3 separate regions of the Mus musculus genome follow, and all the other regions are linked to region 1. Evidence: chromatin contacts called from public promoter capture Hi-C data. All regions are on one chromosome and are shown on one strand. Each heading gives the region's core, a stretch centred on a gene start, on an enhancer-like site or on the middle of the called end of the contact. The rest is flanking DNA. Distances are from core to core; before and after follow the strand shown. Region 1 holds the start of B230219D22Rik (RIKEN cDNA B230219D22 gene). Region 2 holds the start of Grk6 (G protein-coupled receptor kinase 6). Region 3 holds the start of Prr7 (proline rich 7 (synaptic)).

Region 1 (4,520 bases), core at 1,391-3,890:
CACACACACACACACACACACACACACACACACACACACACACACAAGGCTGTTTTTCCTTTCTTTAAAGAAATGGGAATTGACTTCAAGCAACCTGACAGGACACTCATTAGGAGATTACAAAGCAAATAGGAATTCAGATAATCTGAAAAGAGAGCCAACAATTGGTGTTGGCATGGCATAGTCATGGCAGCCAGGCATGTCTTCTCTACACTGAGCAGCCAGGCATGTCTTCTCTACACTGAGGCTGTTTAACAGAACCCCACTGGATGTAATAGTGCTTTTCCCCAAGTTTATGACAACCAAAATTTTCTCTAGATATTGCAAGCAAATTCCAGAACAGCCAGGGCCTCAAAAAACAAAACAAACAAACAAACACAAACCCTTGGCGCTGGCTCAGGTTTGGATCTCCAGCATACACAAAACTGTCAAGTACAGCGCCCTGTGTCTGTAGCCCCAGGAGGGAGGTAGCAGAGTCCTATAAGGCACTGGTCAGCTGTGACACTGAGAGCTCCAGGATCAAGCTCAGTAGGAGACTTTATCTCAAAAACCAAGATGGAGTGCAGCAACCAAGGCAGACGCCTGGCACTGACTTAGGCAATACGAATGCACACACATGTGCACACACAGATGTGCAAGAATGCCTGCAAATCTTATCTGGGAAAGCTGAATCAGAGAATCCAGAGGCATAGCGAGCCCTGAGCTTCATAGAAAGCAAAAAATGAGGTAGTAAGGTGGGAGTTCTTTCTCTTACACACGGGACTTCCAGATATAGAAAAAAATATTCTTTTTAAAAAGCTTACTTATATACATATGCGTACTCCATTTGCATGTATGTCTGCATGATAAAAGAGGGCATCAGATCCCATTATTTAGATGGTTGTGAGCCACAATGTGATTTCTGGGAATTGAACTCAGGACCTCTGGAAGACCGACTAGTGCTCTTAACCACTGAGCCATCTCTCCAGCCCAGAAAAAATATTCTTACAACCTATTTCGGCACTATAAAGTCCGTTGTGTATAAAACCACCACATATATTTACATGCATGATAAATTTCAGCATTTGGCTAACACATTAGCATTAATGCCTACCTCTTTCCACTCTAAGACCTACCTGCTGATAATTCTTTGGTTTGCTTTTGGGGATTTTTAATTTTTGAGGTTTGTCTTCATAACAATCCTCCTGCCTCACCAAGAAAGTAATGGGTGTAAAGGTGTTAACCAACATGCTTGGTCAGCTATTACCTTATGTTTTAAATTATGCTTGTCTACATGAGAACAAATGAGTGTGAGTCCCCCCGGGGTGCAACACATGGAGTTACATTTGGTTCCCAGTGCACCGTAGTGCAGGGAGCCAAACCCTACTTCTCTTCAAGCCTGGTACACGCTCTTAACTGCTTTTTTTCCCAGCTATTCTTGGATTCTTTCCATGCAAAGTTCACTAAAATGATGCAGGTTACATTTGAGAAAAGTGGGCGGAGGAATTTCTCTTAAGACGTGGGTGGAACATAAGCTAGGAGTTAACAGAACAAATCGTGTTGCAAAGCAAAGGCTACAGTTGGTTTTGTTTTGTTTGTGGTACTAGGGGTGGACCCCAATGCCTTGCACACATCAAACAAACGAAGAAGCATCTTTTAAAATGGTGCACCGGTAAGTTTAAGGAAGCCAGCGAGGAGTTTCACTGTGACTAAATTAGTAGTTTTGAAGGTCTGCTGCGACCTGCTTTCCCTTAAGTTTTACTGTGGGTGTTTAATCCTGCCGTCTTCCAATGAAACAATCACATTTCTTTCTTTTTTTTTTTTTACCTTGAATGTGGCAGACATTGCTCCCAAAAAAACTATTTTTAGTAAATTCACAAGGCACCTTTAAGCTTTGTAAATATAGCAAAGCTTCAAAGGCCCACACGCCGTTCTCCTCCAAGGATCAAATATCCCACAACCCTCGGTGTTTTGTTACTATCTAGCTAACTACTGTATATAATCACATATGATTTTATAATTCTAAACAAGTGTGGGAGGCCGTGTCAACCACTGAGGATGCTGCTCCGCTCCCGCCTCCCGAGAAGTTTACACAACATAAATAACGGTCTCCTTTGTCTTCTCTGCGCTCCTTAGCCGTGCCCCACGGCGCTTCCCCAAGTCAGCATCCTAACGGGACCCCGAGGCGTTCCCCGCCGCGCTCTCGGGATGCGGGGACGACCGCAGCTCCAGGGCGAGACTGCGGCCCCGCGCCCACCCTGCAGCCCTGGCTGCGCGGCCCGCGCCGTGACTTCCGCTTGCCGCGAGGCCGGCGGGCGCCCGGGCGGAAGTACCGCGGGGAAGGAGGCCGCCCCGGAGGAAGGAGGCGCCCGCGCTCGCCGCCGCATCCCGCATCCCGCTCGCCGGGCCCCGCGCCAGCCGCCGCCCCGCGCCCTACCTCGGCCGCTCGGAGCCCGGCCCTCAGAGCGCCCAGGGGCCGCCCATAGGCAGGAAAGCTCCCGCCCGTTCCGTTCACTCCGGCCGCGCCCGCTCCGGGCGGCCCTGTCCAGTCACGGCAGAGGGCCGGCGGCGGCGGCGGCGAAGGCCACGCCAGCGCCCGACTCCCTGGAGCCCTCACCGCGGGGCCCCGGACGCGGGAGGAAGAAGCCGCCACAGCCCCGGAATGTGAGCGCCGCCTGCGCAGGCGCAGGCACGCCTAAGTATCGCGAGACTCTTCGCGCGGCCCGCGAACGGAGTGCGCAGGCGCGCGCGAAGCGGACGGTCCCTGTGCGGAGCTCCAGTCCCGCCAAGATGAGCGAGCGGATGGTCGGCTCGGTGACTTCCCAGAATGCAGGGTCACTCCGTGACGCAGGCATCGTTTGAAGCCCGCTGCAGTTGTCCAGAAGCCGTTTACACAGCTGTTTGAAAACGATGTTTGCTCATGCCTGTCTGCAGCCCTTAAGACTCATTCATTGTCTGGGGGCTGGAGAGATGGCTCAGTGGTTAGGAGCACAGACTGCTCTTCCAGAGGTCCTGAGTTCAAGTCCCAGCAACCACATGGTGGCTCACAACCATCTGTAAAGGGATCTGATTGCCCTCTTCTGGTGTGTCTGAGAGCTACAGTGTACTCATATACATAAAATGAGTTTGGAGTCAACCTGGGCTACAGAGCATGAACAAACAAAAATAAACCAGCAGAAATGTTAGGCACGGCAATATGAGTAGGCACACGGGTGACTCATCATGGTCAGGGTTCACAGCAGAGGTACCAGTAAAGCTTGCTTCTTTCCTGCAGCTAGCATCTCAGGGGTAAGGTGGAGCTCCCAGCCTTACCTCAGTCTTTGAGAATTTTCTAGCCATGGTACTTACTATCCTTGGGCTTCAAGTTAGCTCATCTCCAGGCAGCAGAAGTATTCCCAAATAAATCTAAAAGAAATGTTGAAAATCCTTAGTCATCATGGAAATGCAAATAAAAATGATTCTGAAATCCCACAATGGCTAAATAAATAAATAACCAACTCAAAACTGGGCAGTGGTGGCGCACGCCTTTAATCCCAGCACTTGGGAGGCAAAAGTAGGCGGATTTCTGAGTTTGAGGCCAGCCTGGTCTACAGAGTGAGTTCCAGGACAGCCTGCCTTGAAACCCTCCCCAAACAAACAAACAAACAAACAAAAAGACTCAGTGTCTGCCCTTTAGTTTCTTAAGGGTGGGTAGGGCAGGACTGCCCATATCCAAACATGAGAATATTCAGATGGTGATGGTGTTAGGGCTCTCAGATGTAAGATGTGTAATAATTAAGGTATTTTATGTGGGGTGCCCTGTAGTATTTAGTTTTTTTTTTTTTTTTAATCCCTGACATCTCTACAATGTGCCATATCCTTTATCCTAAAAGGCGGAACCACTAGCCTAATTCCATTTGGCGGTATTTCCTTCTGAGTCGCTTGGTTGTAGAATTATCCTGGATTCAGAGTTCTTACTATAAGCCCGGAACATGAAATTGATAGTATTGGGCTGGAGTTATGGCTCAGTGGTTAAGAGCACTGACTGTTCTTCCAGAGGTCCTGAGTTCAATTCCCAGCAACCACATGGTGGCTCACAACCATCTGTAATGAGATCTGATGCCCTCTTCTGGTGTGTCAGTGACAGTACACTTACATACAGGAAATAAATAAATAAATCTTGAAAGAAAGAAAGAAAGAAAGAAAGAAAGAAAGAAAGAAAGAAGGAAATTGACAGTCTTCTGTCTCTAAATAGACTTCTGAGGGAAAACCAAAACCTCCCCAGCAGGAGGCAACAATAACCCTAGATTCCCCATGGTACCCAAGGAGCAAACAGCCCCTCTCTTCAAAGGTACTAAAGCGGGCATTAACAACATAGTTTTGCTATTATTGTTTTTTTTTTAATGGAAAAAAAAAACCCACAAATCCCAGAGCTGCCAAGGAGACTCCTGTCTGATAGAGAGAACCACTGGCAGCTGCTCCAATGGGCCTTACTTCGGCCACAACTTAAGAGGAGCCAGCCTAAAGCTTGGAGCTGGCAGCCCAGAAGCAGCTTAGCAGGT
Region 2 (4,520 bases), core at 861-3,360, 250 kb after region 1:
TAACAGTAGAAGAGAATTCAAGCCCAGCTCTCAAATCCAAGTTCCTTACAAGACTAGCGTCTATTAAAAGCCAACTGAGCTGTATCCCAGCACCTGGGAGGCAAAGGTAGATCTCTGAGTTCAAGGCCAGCCTGATCTACATAGCAAGGTCTAAGTAAGCCAAAACTATACATATAGTGAGACCATCTCAAAAACAGAACCTACAAAATAAAGCCAACTGTATGCATATACCACAGGTTTCCCAACTGCTGTGAGGGTCTCTGGTCACTTGGAAAGCTGGCCTCAAGCTGCTAGCTGTTTTGTGCACTGATTCTCACACAAGCAGTCCCTAGGTATAGAAGATTTCGGGGCAATGAGGCTTTCCTTAAAATTTACATGTAAAATAAGGAAACGATAATGTTGAGGGACAGAAAGCAGGTTAAAGGCCATGCAGGTGTGTACAGTGCTGTCACAGCAAGTCCAGGACACAGGACCTCTAGAGGAGGCACTAGTCCTCATTTTGGCCATGATATCCTGGGCCAAGATCCAGTAATGCCGGCTCACCTATGCAAAGGTGCCCACAGGATCTCGCCCAACAAGGCAATACCCTCAGCAGAGCTGAGCCCCAAATTGGCTAGCCCTAGGAAGTGAAGCCTGGCCTTGGCTCTCCTTATCCCTCCTCCCTGGCTGGCTGCATGACGAGGCAGAACAGAATCAGCAGATGCCCCCAGAGGCTGAGAGGAAGGCCCAGCCCCTGAGCTTGATAAGGGACAGGAGATAAGATTGCCTCCCTTGGGCACTAGGGATCCAACCTGCCCATCCCATTTCCAGGTAACACCTCTCTGGGTGTGACATGCACCAAGTAGGCAGAGGACATCAGGGACTGCGGCACACTGGGGACTTGTCTGAGCTACCTATAGACTCTACTGGGTATCTGCCTGACCCTAGGTCAATTACAATCTCTGATCTGAGCTTCAGTTTCACACCTGTAAACTGATATAGAACAGCGAAGCTGAAGGTTCCTTCATCATGGAAACCCAGCAGAAAGTGGAAAGCTGTCACTGTGTCCCTCCCTGGAGTTCCAAAAAGAAAAATCTTGTTGGTGTTTGCCCACCAGCACCCTGGACAGAGTAGGGCACTACAGGTATCTAATGATTATGTCACTCTATGTCGTTTGTCTGGCTCTAGTCATCTAGGACCCATAGAGCCAAATAACATCTGGAGTGAAACCAAGGAAGAGCAACTCCGCACCATATCCATGTGCGCGCACACACTAAGTCGACCAGACTGGCTTTTAGCCCTACAGTCCTTATAGCCCGTTATGCTCGTCTCTCATTTATTTCCCCGGTGCATCTGCCCTAGTAGGTCAAAGGCTTGCTAAATGCCAAAAACGTTACCCATGCACCCGTTTTTAGTGCCCAGAAGCTCCAGGTGAGTGGTGGTTCTGCATGTAATGTGTGTGTCCAGAAGTTTCCCCCTGTCGGTTGGGTTGTCTATACAAAGGCTCGGCTCATTCATTCTCTAATCTTTACCGATTACCAACTTTGTGCCGTTCAGGGCATCTGGGCCTGGGGCACGTGGGGCACCTTCCTGCCTCTCACGTAGAAGAGGCCTCACACGCATTCCTCTGGGGCTCATGTTCCACCTTTTCCCTTCCTTCCCTTTCTTCTTCATCACCCCCAAACCCGACTTGAGGCCCATGGCGCGACCCCCGCCCCTCCTGGGCCCCGGGTTCCGGGGGCAGAAGCGGAGGGCCGGAAGGGCTCATGTCTGCGCTTAAGAGTCCGGGTGCAGACTCCAGGGCACGAGGATAACTGGGGCCCGGACGCCTCATGGAGCTCGGAGGTCGCGCGCCCGCGATCCCCGCGCCCAGGCCTGGCCGCCCGCCTGCCTGGCCTCACCTTCCCGGGCCTTGAGTAGCACCGTGTTCGCTACGATGTTCTCGAGCTCCATGGGCTGCAGCGCCGCCCGGCCCGCCAGGCCGCGCCGCCGGCCGGGACCGCCCACGAGAGCCGGAGCCGATGGCGATCGGCGCGGCTCGGCTCGGCTCGGCTCGGCTCGGCTCGACTGACCGCGCCGCGGCCTCCGGGCCCCACCGGCCTCCGGGCCGCCGCCGCCCGCCGCGTACTCTGCGCCCCTCCCGGTCCACCGGCGCCCGCCCCGCCCCGCCCTCTGTTTACTTGGCTCAGTCAATGGGCGAGCGGACGCTCCCCGCGCCGGACTACTATTGGTCAGCCTCTTTCTCTTGCCCCGCCCACGGAGCCGGGAACTCGCTCCCTGCGGAGAGGGGGAGGGCCCCGTTGCGTCGCCGATTTCTGGTTGGACTGCGGACGGGATTCGGCCCCTAGGTTCGAATTTCTAGGCCTTCGTAGGATGCCGAGCTGCCAATTAGGGCCGAGCCTCTGCCGAGAAATCGGAGGTGGGGCCTCTCGGGAACCACGCCCAGAAGACCCAACATCTGATTGGATTAAAGACGTGTCGACCATCCAGCTTTGCGATCTGATTGGGTGAAAGGATGGGGGCGTGGCTGTGTGTCTGGTGCGCCGACGGGATTTCTAGGGTTTTGTTGGGGACACGCTGTGTCTCCTGCCGGCTATCAGGTAGCTTGGTTAGAATGGGTGTCCTGCCGTCGTCCCTTAGGTCAGCTGCTTCAGAAGGGCGCGCTTCCAAAGCTAGCAGAGGACCGAAGGAAGCTATTGCCTTCCCAGCAGCGCTTGCCTCCAATTCAGCCGCACCCCGCACCCCCGTACCCCGCCCCCGCAGCCGGATGTTGTGATTTCTCCCCTCCCACCCGTCCGGCGCCTTCGGCCTCTGCTGCCTTATAAGGCAGCGCAACCACCCCAAGTCGTTGAGGATGAGTTCACACCCATTGTACAGGTGGGGACCTGAGGCGCTGGATGTTGAGTGGCTGGCTGCACGCGGAGACCGGGAGTGGGGGGACAGGTCCGAATTTTGCATCTCATCAACACAGTGTAGTTCAATCCCCCACTTCCTCATCACCACCCCTTTTCGCACAGCAGGAAACGGAGGCTTGCCCAAACTCGGGAATTAAGGAACAACCGGATTCAACTACATGTTTTTGATCCATATTCATTCATTTTTGAAAAAAAATATATATATACTGCCACTGCTTTTTTTTCCCAGGCACCCAGCCAGGTGCCGGATATAGTGGTAACAGCAAGAAAACCAAACTCTCAGTGCTTACGTGCTAGGCGGGAAGAAAGGTGGTAGCTGTCCTGTAAGTGAGCACATTAATGGGTGGTTTTAGAATGAATGCTACTAAAACAAAGAACTAGAGAGGACGCTTTGTGGTGCCTCGCATGCCCCCCCCCCCCCCGCCCCATGTCATTAAAGGACCAGAGTGGTCACAGGCTATGACTTTTGAGCAAATCAAGAAGCGGCACCACGCCTAAAGTTAAGTTTGGCGAGGACTAAAGCATAAATGTTTCCAGAGTCCTGTGTTCTGAGGTGAGCCAAAAGCAAACCATGGTGACAAAAGGGTGTCAGCTAGACCATGGAAGGTGTTGTGGTTTACAGAGAAGGGTTTGTTTTGTGAAATGTGAAACTCCTGGAAGGGTGACATATTTACCAATGATAGTTCAGACTAGTGGATGATTAAGCACCAAGTGAAGACCGTTGTGTCCAGGTGAGACCTGAGGGCTAGTGAGAATGTGCACCTGTGAAGGCTTGACCTCATGGAGGATGGAAAGAACCTGGATAAAGAACACTTTCAGCATCCTCGAGGATCCTGTAGCTGGCAAGAAGGCTCAGGTGGTAAAGGCGCCAGGGGGCAAGCCTGACCAAATATGAAGACCTGCGTTCGATCCTGGGATTCATCTGGTAGAAGAAGACAGTCAACTGTATTTGTTCTCTAGCTACAAACAGATTAATAAGTTATATAAGTAAACAAGTCTATCTAAACAAGTGCAGAATGAACAAGGGTCAGGAGAAGAGGGGAGGGTGCTCAATATATATAACACCTAAGGGCAGAGCGTCTGTAGAATTTGCAGTGGGCATTGGGGTGGGCTCGGGAACCATGAAGTGAGGAGAGTGTCTTGATGGAGCCTGGATCCAGGATGTCCTTGGACTTCATTTTGAGGGTAATGGGGAGTCATGGAGGCAGATTTTTAAGGAGATGAGTAAATTTGCTTTCCTAGAGGGCTCTGGGCTATGAATGGCAGGCAATCGGTTTTGGTGTCTAGTATCTGAACACTCTTCCATCTGGGAGGAGTCCTAGGAGAAGCAGAGGCAGGTCCTGACTCTAAGAAAATCTGAAGGCACCTAAGAAAGGGCAGTGGTGGCGCACGCCTTTAATCCCAGCGCTTGGGAGGCAGAGGCAGGCAGATTTCTGAGTTTGAGGCCAGCCTGGTCTACAGTGAGTTCCAAGACAGCCAAAGCTACAGAGAGAAACCCTGTCTCGAAAAACCAAAAAAAAAAAAAAAAAAAAAAAAAAAAAGGAAGAAAGGAAGAAAGAAAGAAAAGAAAATTGGAAAAGACAGTGAGTATTGGTCCTGGGTAGCAGACAGTATTACAGTGTTTCC
Region 3 (4,520 bases), core at 1,506-4,005, 230 kb after region 1:
TAGTCACACAGCTAAGGTAGAACATGGATGCTAAGACCTGGCTGAGGGGCTGGAGAGATGGTGCAGTAGTTAAGAGCACTTGTTCTTCTTGCAGAGGACCCAGGTTCAATTCCCAGCACAAACATAGTGTGATTAACTACAACCTGAAACTCCAGTTCCAGGCATCTGATGCCCTCTTCTGACCTCCATAGGCACCAAGCACACACATGGTACACAGATAGAGTTGTAGGTAAAACACCCAAACACAATGTGAATAAACCAAAAATAGACAGACAAAAAAGACCCAAACCTGTCCCAAACCCGTCCAGTAATGCCCAAGTCAGTTTTGGGGCGGGAAGAGACACAACAGATGTGAAATCACTGTAAGTCTCATGTACACAACTACGTGTGGCCAGCTGCAGGCCAGCACCCGGCACTATGGTGGTGGTCCAACAGAAATCCCCCCACATTACTATGGGCTGCATGCAGGGTCAAGAGTTAAGACCTTCAACTTTAACACAGTCCGTGGATGTGTCTTGTTGGCCAGTGAGTAACAATTTTTTCAACATTCATTTTCCCAACATTTGCACAAAGGTCAGTTTTAAGCATGATTTCAAAAACTGGATGATCTAGACACATGAAGTCCACATATTGCATGGTGACATTAACTGCTGAGCAGGCCCCTGGCTACATCCCTCATCCCACTGCCCCTAGGACACATGAAGGCTCCCAGTCTCTGAGCTGGTCTGGCCAATCACAGGGCTCCAGCACTATCTTAATCTGGATTTGCCAGATTGTCTCATCATTAGAAATACAAGCCGTAAGAGGCCAGTAAGCCTATATACCAGAGACAGGGGCTGGGGGCTTTCCCAGGGGACTAAGGCAGCCAGCCTGAGGCTTGGAGTCAGCTAGAGAGAAAATGGAGGCAGGAGACAAGAAGGCAGCCTATCAATAGCACACCCTGTGCTGCATGTGAGGGAGAAAGAAGCCAGCTGATTCAGCGAGAAGGAGGAAAGGTGCACCAAGGCTCGAAATGGGGAACTTCCTCACTGGAGGAACACGAAGGCAGGCTAAGAATGTTCCTCTGGCAAGCTCCATCTAGAGCCTTTCCTGCCTGGATCGCATGGCTCAGGGGGGCCTATGTCAGCAGTGGGACCTGCACTGGAAACCCAGGATAGTGCTTACTGGTGTTTGACCTTGGGCAAGTCCCCTTACTTCCTGAGCCCCAAGACTCTCCATCTCTACAACAGGCATAGCAAACTTACCTTGCACAACTGCTCTAAGGATAGAGACTGAGGATGTAGAGCACTCAGATTGCACACAGAGCAGGCAGAGAATGAAAGGAACCTGTGACTAATTCTCCAGGTCTCCCTGCCTGCCTTCCCAGGTAGCATCCATTTAAGGGCATCCTATGCCAAGGCCTCAAATGCCCCAGATCCTGGGCACAGATACTTCACTGGATAGAAAGAGAAAGCTAGGGATGGTTGGTTGTGGCTTTGGGGATGCTGGGTCTGAAGCCTGTGGTCAGGGCCGGCATCTGCTGAGTCAGGTCCTGCTGGCAGGGGGGCCATTTCTCTCTCCAGCACACTGTCTGATGAGGGGAGGTTGGGAGGGGAGCCAGAGGTCATTTCTTCTGACTCAGCAGCCGTCCGAGGAGCTCCCTTGGGCAGGGCACCTCCATGTGGCACTGGCCTCTTTGCAGGCCATCCTCCATGCCACCCCACACAGTCAAGGCATTGTGCAGACAAGAAAGGGGCACTGTGGTCCAGACAATGAGCTGGGTTGCTCCCAGCTGGCCTGGGATTCAGCTCTCCTGGGTCAGCAGTGTCCTTTGCTCTGTCTCTACTCCTCCCTGGAGAATGGTGGCTAGGACATCAAACAGAGGCCCACCGCAAACCCATGATTTGGCACATGCACTGGCCATGAGAAGAGACGCTGCTAGCTTCTTTCCTCTTCTCTAGTTTAAAAAACCAAATAAACCACCTCCGGAGAATACGATTTTCTGTTAGGCCATGTTTCAAGGGAACGGGAGACCACCCTAGTGGTGATACTAGCAATGGTAGTTACCAGGCAGAGACCCCAGACCCAACCTCCAGGCCTTTTTCCCGTGGCAGGCCCAGGGTCTGGGCCGCCTCCACGTTTGCAGCCACCCTGGGAGTCCTGTTGCGACGACTGCAGCCACGTGGGAGCCGGCTCATGCCCACGGAGCCGCTCTCCCTCACCCCCACCCTCGACGTGCTGAGGCAGGCACACCCAGACTGGCCAGAAGAGCGATGCTCTCTCCACAGTGCACCCCCTTCCCCCCTCCCGCGCCCCCGGCCGTGGTGGGGGAGGGGGCGTCGCCACCCCGCAGTCGCGTTGCCGGGGAGCGCAACCCCGTTGCTGTGGCAACGGTTTCCAAGCGAACTGGTGGCCGCTCGCGCCCGGCTCCGGCTCCCTCGCTCACTTTCCCCTCCTTCCTTCCCTCCGGTGTGGGCTGGGGGAGGGGCTGCCCGCTGTCCCGGTCGGGGTCCGAGTGGCGATACCAGGCTAGGGTTCTGAGCCACCCGCAGGGAGGGTCATCAGCCCGAAGACCATCTTCCGCCCGCGCTCTGTTCCCGCCCGGCCCGCAGCCGTCGCGGTACTCACGGGCCCAGGCATCCTCTTCGAACTCGTCTTCCTGCCTCGGGGCAAGCGGCCCAACGGACAGAACCCAAGCTTGGAGCCGGCAGCGGCTCCGGGGAGCAGACAGTGGCAACGAAAGCCGCTCGGAGCGTTGGGCTGGAGGCGCGGGGCGCGCGCACGGGCGCGTGCTGAGCCTGGCGTGCGCGCGCGCGCAGCCAACAGAGCCCCCCCCCCCTCACGCCGCCAAGGCTGCTGCGAGGGAAGGGGTGGGTGGGACTCCGGACCCACCTGCCGCACGCAGACGCGGCAGAGGATGTGGGCTCGCAATACCAAGGGCATCCCAGCGCAAAAAAATAAAAAGTACACTCCGTACAGCTCCCAGGCAACAGGCTATCTAAAGGGGCTGGGGGTGAAGGCCACACTGGCAGCTTTGCGGCCATAGACGCCGGATGCTTAGCGGAGCAGCTGAGGTAACAAACCCGGAGACTCACACAGCTCAACCTGGGCATATTCAAACACAGGTAATGGGGGCAGGGACTCGATGGAATCAGCACCCCGGTGTGGCTTCCTCCCAACTCACGACCCCAACCACTGTTCCAGAAGGTATGCATTCCAACATTGCAACTGAGAAGCATCACAGACCCACCTGAGCACTAAACTGCTATGGTTCCACGGGCATGCTCATAGCTGGCTCCATCTTCATTTGACACTGGTTGTGCTTGCCTTTCTACCGTTTCTATTTCAACTTCTCTGTGGCATTAAGGGTGAACTCCCCGAAGCACCTCCCACCATGTCAACTGGAACAGTAATGGCTCTGAGAGCCAGGATCTTAAACTGGAGGCCAAGGGGAAAGGGCACATAAAGCCAGTGAACCCAGAACTCATGTCACAGTTGGTTCCAGGCGTTTCAAACGTTGGCATTAGGCACGCTGCCCCCAAATGGAGGTATGGGTGGTCTCCAACAGCTGGATTTAAGCTCTGCCAGCCATTCCCAGTGAGAAAACTGTCTTTCCCAGTAGCTCTAGTAAAGACAAATGCACAGGTGACATCTAGGACGCCTGTCCAATGAACTAACTCATGCTTTGGGGGTAGAGAAGGATACATACTCCACACAACCGCCTAGGGGTTAGTGCCTTCCTTGAGTGTGAACAACCGGTTCTCAGGGAGATAACAGTTGTCTCTACCAACCCATGGGTGCCATCAAAGGTAGGACTCTAACAAAAGTTGTTCCACAACACACTGGTCTGATTTCTAATTTGGCCACCAGGATTCCAGAGACTCAAGAGTTAAGACTCAATAATGGCAAGCCACAATCAGCTGGGGCCCCTTGCTTCTTTCTGGTAGTCACATCCTCCTGTGTAATGTTAGCAACTAACAGGAGCCTGCCCCCCCCCCCCTTTTTGAGTTGACTTGGTTTTCCCTTATCATACAGGGGATCAACCCCAGGATTCTCTCAAATGCTAGAAAAGCCCCTGTCCCGCTGAGCTATGCCCACATGGTGTGTGTGTGTGTGTGTGTAAGCCTACCACCACCTAATCCACATGGATGGGAATAGTAGAGAATGGTTTACCCACGTTATATTAGGGTGCTTTTTGTGTAAGGTGGGACAGGCCCTTAACCCTTCAGGGACCCTCCCAACCTCCAGTAGAGCACACAAAGCAGAGCTTTTAACATTGGCTGCATGTTTGCAACTGCAACAATCAACTCTGCACCTTGCAACAAGTCCTCTCCCAACAGACGTTCATCTGGCCTGTCCATCCTGTCGATTCGGCTCTGCCTGGGCACAGATGGCCAGTCCCACAGAGGATCAAGCCCAACACTTTTGAAGCCAAGGGACTGCTGCTTAGTGTTCTACCTTCAGTCTCAGCCCTGTCCACAATGCTGAACAGACTGAGTGCTCCTGTCCCCGAACCTCTCTGCCTACCAGATGAGCTCCAA

The links. Capture Hi-C pulls out chosen DNA fragments and counts their contacts.
Region 2: a promoter capture Hi-C map of liver shows a contact between it and region 1. The contact joins the promoter of Grk6 here to the promoter of B230219D22Rik in region 1. A contact is called at or near these places in 3 of 39 promoter capture datasets (the C10 cell line, cranial neural crest and fetal liver), 1 of 484 Hi-C or Micro-C datasets (embryonic stem cells), 1 of 115 datasets of contacts at active chromatin or transcription factors (thymic regulatory T cells) and 2 of 9 other capture datasets (adipose tissue and liver).
Region 3: a promoter capture Hi-C map of pancreatic islet shows a contact between it and region 1. The contact joins the promoter of Prr7 here to the promoter of B230219D22Rik in region 1. A contact is called at or near these places in 2 of 115 datasets of contacts at active chromatin or transcription factors (extraembryonic endoderm stem cells and microglia) and 2 of 9 other capture datasets (adipose tissue and pancreatic islet).

The regions. Positions count from the first base shown.
Region 1 is chr13:55,691,244-55,695,763 of GRCm38.p6, reverse strand. It overlaps B230219D22Rik (RIKEN cDNA B230219D22 gene), which reads right to left and starts at 2,640. Exons shown (of 2, transcript NM_181278.2): 1 at 2,417-2,640.
Region 2 is chr13:55,442,921-55,447,440 of GRCm38.p6, reverse strand. Grk6 (G protein-coupled receptor kinase 6) reads right to left here and starts at 2,110. Exons shown (of 16, transcript NM_001112711.2): 1 at 1,881-2,110. The coding sequence starts at 1,932.
Region 3 is chr13:55,462,502-55,467,021 of GRCm38.p6, reverse strand. Prr7 (proline rich 7 (synaptic)) reads right to left here and starts at 2,755. Exons shown (of 3, transcript NM_001030296.4): 1 at 2,608-2,755.